2 separate regions of the Zea mays genome follow, and region 2 is linked to region 1. The links are chromatin contacts, called in public Hi-C maps. All regions are on one chromosome and are shown on one strand. The core of a region is the stretch at or near the end of the contact, and the rest is flanking DNA. Distances in the headings are between cores, read along the strand shown. Region 1 holds the start of LOC100501225 (Zinc finger protein 8). Region 2 holds the start of LOC103632776 (pentatricopeptide repeat-containing protein At1g63400).

What was found. A called contact is a pair of places that touch in the nucleus more often than the background predicts.
Region 2: a contact with region 1 is called in a Hi-C map of ear, with 3 times the contacts expected there. The contact joins the promoter of LOC103632776 here to the promoter of LOC100501225 in region 1. A contact is called at or near these places in 11 of 25 Hi-C or Micro-C datasets (ear, leaf, leaf mesophyll and 2 more) and 1 of 3 datasets of contacts at active chromatin or transcription factors (leaf).

What each region holds. Positions count from the first base shown.
Region 1 is chr1:26,849,284-26,852,965 of Zm-B73-REFERENCE-NAM-5.0, forward strand. It overlaps LOC100501225 (Zinc finger protein 8), which reads right to left and starts at 2,104. Exons shown (of 1, transcript NM_001196005.1): 1 at 408-2,104. The coding sequence starts at 1,617. The coding sequence ends at 658.
Region 2 is chr1:27,006,970-27,010,651 of Zm-B73-REFERENCE-NAM-5.0, forward strand. LOC103632776 (pentatricopeptide repeat-containing protein At1g63400) reads left to right here and starts at 1,984. Exons shown (of 4, transcript XM_020545580.2): 1 at 1,984-3,682. The coding sequence starts at 2,040. The coding sequence ends at 3,668. It also overlaps the pseudogene LOC111590642.

The sequences.
Region 1 (3,682 bases), core at 854-3,353:
CTCCAGCTACATTCTTAACGGCCTTACTGCGCATCCAAGCAGCAATAACCGCATATATATGGGACGTACGTACATATCTATACTCACGAGGTAAAACATGTGGTCCTTCAGTTTCTCTGTTACCGATTCCATCTTTATTTCTTTCATGTATATTATTTTAGCGTGCATATGGTTACAATACACACACCTGCGGACTATTAGCAAAGCAAAATAATAAATGAGAAGCACATATAAACATTTCATGATAAAAGAAACAGATTGCTTGTTTTCCATTTATATATGAGATATTTGTTCAGTAGTAGCTAGGGTATTTGAGAAAAATGCTGTAGCCTGCAATCTGCTTTTGAGGTTTGACAAGAAACCTTTTTCACATCCTTAATTTGGTGTATAGCATTGGTGTAAAAGTTCCATGAAATCTACACCTGATGCATTGATTTCTTGTGTTCAATTCAGCGACAAAATCCAAACCCTAACATATTGTCTGAATCTTTCTGTATATGTGTATGCACACAGACAAAAAGTTCCGAAACTTTGATAGATGAAATTCTTGTGCACCCGTGTCAGGAAACAAGGCATGCACAATCTGAATTCAGTGAAAATCTAGGCTCACACCACCGTCGTCCGCTAAAAGCAGCATAGACGACCAAAAGGAAACAATTATAGATGCAAATCTAGGCTCACGCCCTCGGCCGCAGTGGTGGCAGCAGGCTGCTCACAGACAAACTGACCTTGTGGAGATAGCAGCAAAGAGGAGGAAGAGGAGGGCGACGACGCCGCCGCCAAAAGAGAAGTGGAAGCCCTCGGATCGTCTCCGCGGAACACGGGGGACGAGGACGAGAGCGCGACCGGCCGGCGGCGCTCTCCGCCTGGTGACGACGGCAAGCTCGCGTTCCCATGCCCGGCAGCAGGCGGCGGCGGGCCCCTCCAGAGCCCGGCAGCCGTGAGGAGGGGGCTCCCGTTGATCGGCTGGGCGATCGAGCCGATCCCGCTGTAGAACTGCGGGCCGCCGATGGCGACGGCACCGGCACCGGCGCCTGCTGGAGCTGGAGGCCTCATTGTTGGCCACGAGGGGTACAATGTCGCCACCGTGGGGCCTGCGACGCCGAAGCGGTGCTGCGGGTAGCCGAGTAGGTGGTGGTGGTGCGCGCCGCCAGCCGCCGCCGCCGCGGCTGCGGCGGCGGCCATCGCGGACTGCATCTGCACGCGCTTGGCGTGCTGCCGCTCGCGTTTGTGCGCATTCTGGTGGCCCCCGAGCGCCTGCGACGTCGGGAAGTTCCTGCAGCAGTAGTGGCACTCGAACTTGCGGCTGCTGCTGCTGCTGCTGTCGGTGGTGGCCCCGCCGCCGCCGCTGCTCTGCGTGGCGGAAGCGGCGGCGGTAGTAGTAGTAGCGGCCGTGGCATCTTTATTAGAGTTTCTCTCCGGTGGGGAGTGCGGGACGTCGATGCCGAAGATGCGGATGCCGGAGTTGTGGGGGCTTCCACGGGGCGGGGCGGCGGAGCGCTGCAGGAACGGAAGCTCGGAGAAGGACGCGACGTTGCTGAAGTCACGAGCCGCCTCCCGAAAGCTCGCCGCGCCGCCGCCGCCGCCGCTGTCTCTGCCTTCGCCGCCGCCGCCCATGCAGGCAGGTGTGGAGCGAGCGAGGGAGGTAGCTTGGCTTGGCTAGGTACAGAACTATACGTCTTCTCGTGTATCTCTGCGGAGTAGTTTTCAGTACCGCCACCAGTACGTACCAAGAAGGAAGTAGCCGGGGTGTCTCATAGCTGGTGTGTGGCTAGTAGGGAACGAGGGTGCATGGGAAAGCCTCCTCAGCACCCTTCCTTCGCGATCGATGGATGGTAAGGACTGAGGAGAGCGAGGAGCTGAAGGAAGCAATGGAGAGGAGAGACCAGGGAATATAAGCAAGGGCAGCTGCAGCTCCGATCCGGCCCGCAGCAGGGAGGGTGTGATGTGTTGCTCAAAGGAGTGGCACAACTGCCAGATGTATAGGAGCGATAGGTTTTTGCTTGGGGCACTGTGTGGAGCAGGCCGGGTAAGTGTCACCTTACTATATCGCTGGTCGTTGTAGCTAGGACTAGGAGGGAGGGATGTGATGTGGGTGTGGCGGGAGCGAGGGCAAGGGCAAGTGCCAAGGGGGTGCTCGGCGATGCAGTAAATTCTTGAGAAGGGTCGGGGGGGCGTACGTGGCCAGCAGGCCGGCCGGCCATACATAGTACACAGTAAGCCCTGGCAAGTACTACTGCACCCGGCGGAGGCTTTTGAGCTCTCTCATAACAATACAAGTACCTGCCACTGAGAGAGACGAAAGGCCATCATGCATCTCCCCCTCTCTCTCTCTTTTTTTTTCTTTGCTTTCTTCATTTCTCTGGCGCTTTCATGCATGCATGTGTAAGCATCAGTGAACACTAAGCTGCTAGCTAGTAGTACGTGACAAGCTCTGAGCGTGGGCCTGCCGCGCTACATAGCTATATGTGGGGGTGGTACGTACTGGCTAGCTGTTTTATGGAGAGGCTCTTTATAGCTGTTGGCTTCTTTACATCTGGAGCTCTGCAGGCAGGCAGGCTTGTGCTCGCAAGCAGTGGTCCTTACTACATACTACTACTACGTTAATTGTATAGCCTCTTGTGCCTTGCTGCATTGCCTTAGCTAGCTCTAGGTGCGCCTGCGTGTGTGTGACTGGTTTCTCTCTACCTCCTCTTCCCATCCCCTCCCAGAAAGACTAGTAGTAGTCTGTGCCTTGGTCATTTCTCTCCCCCTCTTTTCTTAAGCCATACCCCATATGGGAACGTCCTAAAATATCTCTCCTCGTCACCACACACACACACACAGCTAAACTTATGAATATAGGCCTACATGTATAGGCAGGCACTCAGATCGATATGATCATCGACGACGCACACGCAGCAGATGTTGTACAACTCTAGGCTCATCATCCTATGTTTTCCTTTGCCCTTTCGCCATAATTCATAATCAAGCCACTCATCAGCGCTCTCACTTTGTGTTTTTTCACCCCCTCCGCGCGGTGTCTGTGTCTGTCCATATGATTAAAGCGATACAGAGAGGCTCACCACCTGCGCTGCGCTGATGTACTACTGGACACATGCACGCTTTGCAGGGTGCATATGCTGTTCGCTCTGGTTGGAGGGGAAGAAAGGAATGTTCGCGTTCGCTGCGGCCAAATATATCGGCAAAGCTAGCGCACACCCCCATCATGTGTATGGGCGCGTTGAAACCAATAGCGGACGCGCGTCCTTTCCTTCGATGTATATATAGCATGGTGTGATAATATACGTCGTACTATTACAATAAACAGATACATAAATATATCAGATAAATAAATAAATAAAATCGACCATAGATACCGGCCCGGCCCCACCCAGCAGCTAGAACAATACGGATTGCATTGAGCGCTCATCGCACTATGTCCAGAATATTATATTGTTTTAGGGTGAGAAAGGTAGATGGCTGTTATCGCCTTATCGGGCGGCTGCTGCTACCTGTCGCTACGCTAGCTACCATGTAGTGGTCACGTTTCCGGGCGATGGGAGAGAGAGAGATAGAGATAGAGAGAGAGAGAGAGAGAGAGAGAGCTCTGCTGATCTGCGCTGCGACAACGTGCGTGCTGCTTGCTGGCTGCCATATATGTCGAAAGGTGCGGTAGCTAGCTAGCGCGCGCCTCGCCTCG
Region 2 (3,682 bases), core at 734-3,233, 160 kb after region 1:
TACGTTATTTTATATTATCTTTGTGAGTTGAATTATGAAGGTATAACCTTCGTAATTCTGCCATTATAACCTTCGTCCGAAGTACATCCTTGGGGAAATAATGCTTCAGCGGACGAAGGGCATTGAAATTTAACATTTTATGTTGCCTTGTTCTTAATTCATAGCATTTGAGAACAAGTCCCCAACAATGCTCATGGGCATTACCCTCCCTAATAGGGATGTCATTGATGTGGCAATTCCTCCACTTTGTAGGGCTCTTCGGGTGGAATCCCTATTGAAATTTTGTGGACGAGCAATGACAATGCTTCTGTCATTGCATCCTTCCTAGAAGTGTCATTTCAGAGGTCTTATTCCCCAATAGCTTTTACTTTGGTTTTGCACCGCACCATGCATGGACACTTGTCTTGCTTGATTGTGTGTGCAGAGTTCTAGTGCAGCTCGGACACAATGATTTTCAACAATCTCTTAAGGGTACGTGAAGTTTTCTTACTGGTGTGTTTGTGATTTTGAGGTTTGGGTTTAGTCCAGTACAAAAAATTGGAGCTACTCGGCTATGTTATCGAGCTCAAAACAATGATTTGTACTCCCTCCGTCACAAATTATAATTTGTTTGACTTTTTAGCCTAAGTTTGAACCACTCATCTTATTAAAAAATCTAACAATTATTATCATTTTTATCGTGAATTTGTTTACCGTATAATATACTTTAAGTTTGTCTTTGATTTTTTTGCAAAAATGAATAAGACGAGCCCAACAAATTTGGTACGAAAAGTCAAACAGATTATAAATTGTAACACATGGAATAACTGGTAGGATTTGGGTTAACCATCTTTGGCCATGGTGCTTATTTTAGGGTTTTAGTGGTTTTCCTTTCAATTGTAAGGTTTTAGACCCATTTTTTTGGATAAATTGAATCAACTCTTTTCTAACTTAATTGAAAAGAAATTCCTCATGGTTGTTAACGGTTTTTGTTTTTGTTTTAGATTCTACTAATGTGGAAAATTTGTGACAAAAATATGACAACATATTTTTTGTATGGTTTTATAGTTCTACTAGTATTTGTGAGGAACGAGGTTATGGTTTTAGGGCGGGGTCATGGCATGAGGAAGAAGTGTTGTTATAGTTTTTTTAGGAAAAAACATGGTTCATTTTAAAAAGGAAAGTAATGGTTCCAAAGGTACAATGAAAAATGTTGACAGCGGTATTTCTTTCAAAAAATAGTACAATGATCGTGCTTTGCAATGACATGTAATATATCTATAAAAATAAATTTAATATTAGACTAAACATATAGTCTGCATACTAGATATTAAACTGATGAGAACAAATATTACACATTATCTTAGCCAAAAGCCAAGAAAGATATGAGTTTAATAACTCAACCCCTTTTTTTATAGGCTGCTCAATCGCTTATTCTTCTTCATCTAGCGAGGGTGGTATTATATGGGAGTGTTGTGCTGTGTGTAGGGGTGACAATGGGCTCTAGATTTTACACTATAAGATTTAATATCGAATCAGATTATGATCGGTCTCTATTTATATTTCTTTTTAAACTAAAATTTATTTAGGACCAAACATTTTGTGAATAACCATTTGGAACATGATTCATTACCAACTCTAGCTGCATTTGACTTTCTGTCGTGTTAGGCTTGAGTGGTTTCTTAAAGCCTATTTTAGGCGTGAAGCAGGGAAGAGGAACATGTCTCATTTGTTAGGCATGAATCGGAGAAAAATGAACCTATATGTCTTACATGTGACGTATATTTGTTAGGCAAGAATCGGAGAAAAATGAACCTATATGTCTTACATGTGACGTATGATACTAGTGCTTTAATATAGTAGATGGAGAAAAGATAAAAGAAACATGAAAATGTGAACCAAACGTCAATAGAGGCTGAAATCCAGCTGGCCGGCTCGGCCCAATGACCCAGCAGCCCGTTTGAGACGGGAACTGCAAATTCCCCTAAAACCCCCCTCAGCAAAAACCCTGCCATTTCCCGTGCTGCCCCCCTCGCCGCCCGCCGCCGTCGCCGCCTCCTATGCCCTTCCGCCCCTCCCTACCTTGCCGCTGTCCCTTTGACCGCAAGCTCACGTCCTTCCTGTCGGCGGTCGCCTCCCTCGCCGACTCCCGCTCCCGCTCGCCCTTCCCCCCTGCCGGCGCTGTGCCTGCAACTCTCACTCCCACTGCCTACAACGCCCTTATGTCCGCCTACTCCCGCGCCGGCCGCCACGACGAGGTTCTTCGTCTCTTCTTCTCCCTTCCTTTCGCGCCTACTGCGCCACTCTTCACCACCCTGATTTCCTCTCTCGCCGCCTCCGGCAGCAAAAGCGCCGCATTGGACGCCTTCTCCCTCCTTGCTTCCGGCATCGGACCCACCACCTCCGCCTTCACCGCGCTGCTTAAGTCCATCGACGCTGCCTCTTCCGAGTCGGTGTATCGTGCCTTCTTCGCAACCATGGCCGCTATGGAGTGCGCCCCTGACGCTGCCACGTACAACTGCCTCATTTGGATACTCTGCGATTCCCAGCGGCTGGACGAGGCATGGGGCGTCCTTGACAGCATGCTAGAGGTAGGCGTGTGCCCCACCGTCCGCTCCTACACCGCGATCCTGCACGGGTACTGTAAGCAGGGCAGGGTCCTCGAGGCGGAGAGGTTACTTGATACCATGATTCAAGTCGGATGCGCACCGGATGTCATCTCATACAGCGTGCTCATCCAGGGGCTTTGTCGTGTAGGGGAATTTGGCAAGGTGGAAAGAATTTTAGGGGAGAGTGAGGCGAAGGGGTGGACGCCGAATGCTGTCACCTACAATATTTACATGTCTGCCCTGTGCAGAATGGGTTTCTTGGATGAGGCATTCCGGCAAGTAGATGTTATGCATAGCAGAGGAGTGTACATGACCATTGAGACAGTGAATATTCTATTCGATTGCTTGTGCCGTGGCTCGATGTTTTCAGAAGCATTGACATTGCTGGAATGCAGTGAAGAACTCAACTGGGATGTTGATGTGTTCTGCTATAACACTATGATGAGTAGGCTCTGCGACACTGGTGATATTGCTAGAGTCCTGAAGCTGTTAGTTGATCTTGTAAAGAAGGGAATTGGGCCAGATATGTTTAGTTTTACTATTGCAATCCGGAGCCTCTGTAGGGCTGGAAAATTCAAGGTGGCAAAATGCCTACTGGATAATAAGGGAATTGAATATGACGTCGTGGCATTCAATACTTTGATTCATGGTTTGTGCATGGCTGGAGAGCTACATGAAATGTTGCAAACCTATATGGATATGACCAGTAGAAATGTTTTTCCAAACAACTTTACCATTGGTATGGTAATTGACAGTTTCTGCAAAAATCGAGAATTTGGTGCAGCAATCAAAGTTTTTCTTGAATATTCAGAAGGATGTTTAGTTCCTGATCATTTTTTTCGCCTGAATACTTGGTTGGTAAAAGCAAAAGGATGGGAATATTTACTGACCCTGCTCCGCACAATGCGTTCTAAAGGTCTTGTGCTAGATGTTTGCTTATTTAATTCATTGGTTAGGATGTTTTGCTGTGAGGGGTACTGTAATCGTGAAACTTTTTGTGAAGTTTCTCTTATACTTGACAGTATGCTGGAATGTCTCTCCAGCACACAGCACAAGTCAGCCAGTGGTGTAACTGTATAATCATGCAAAAATCC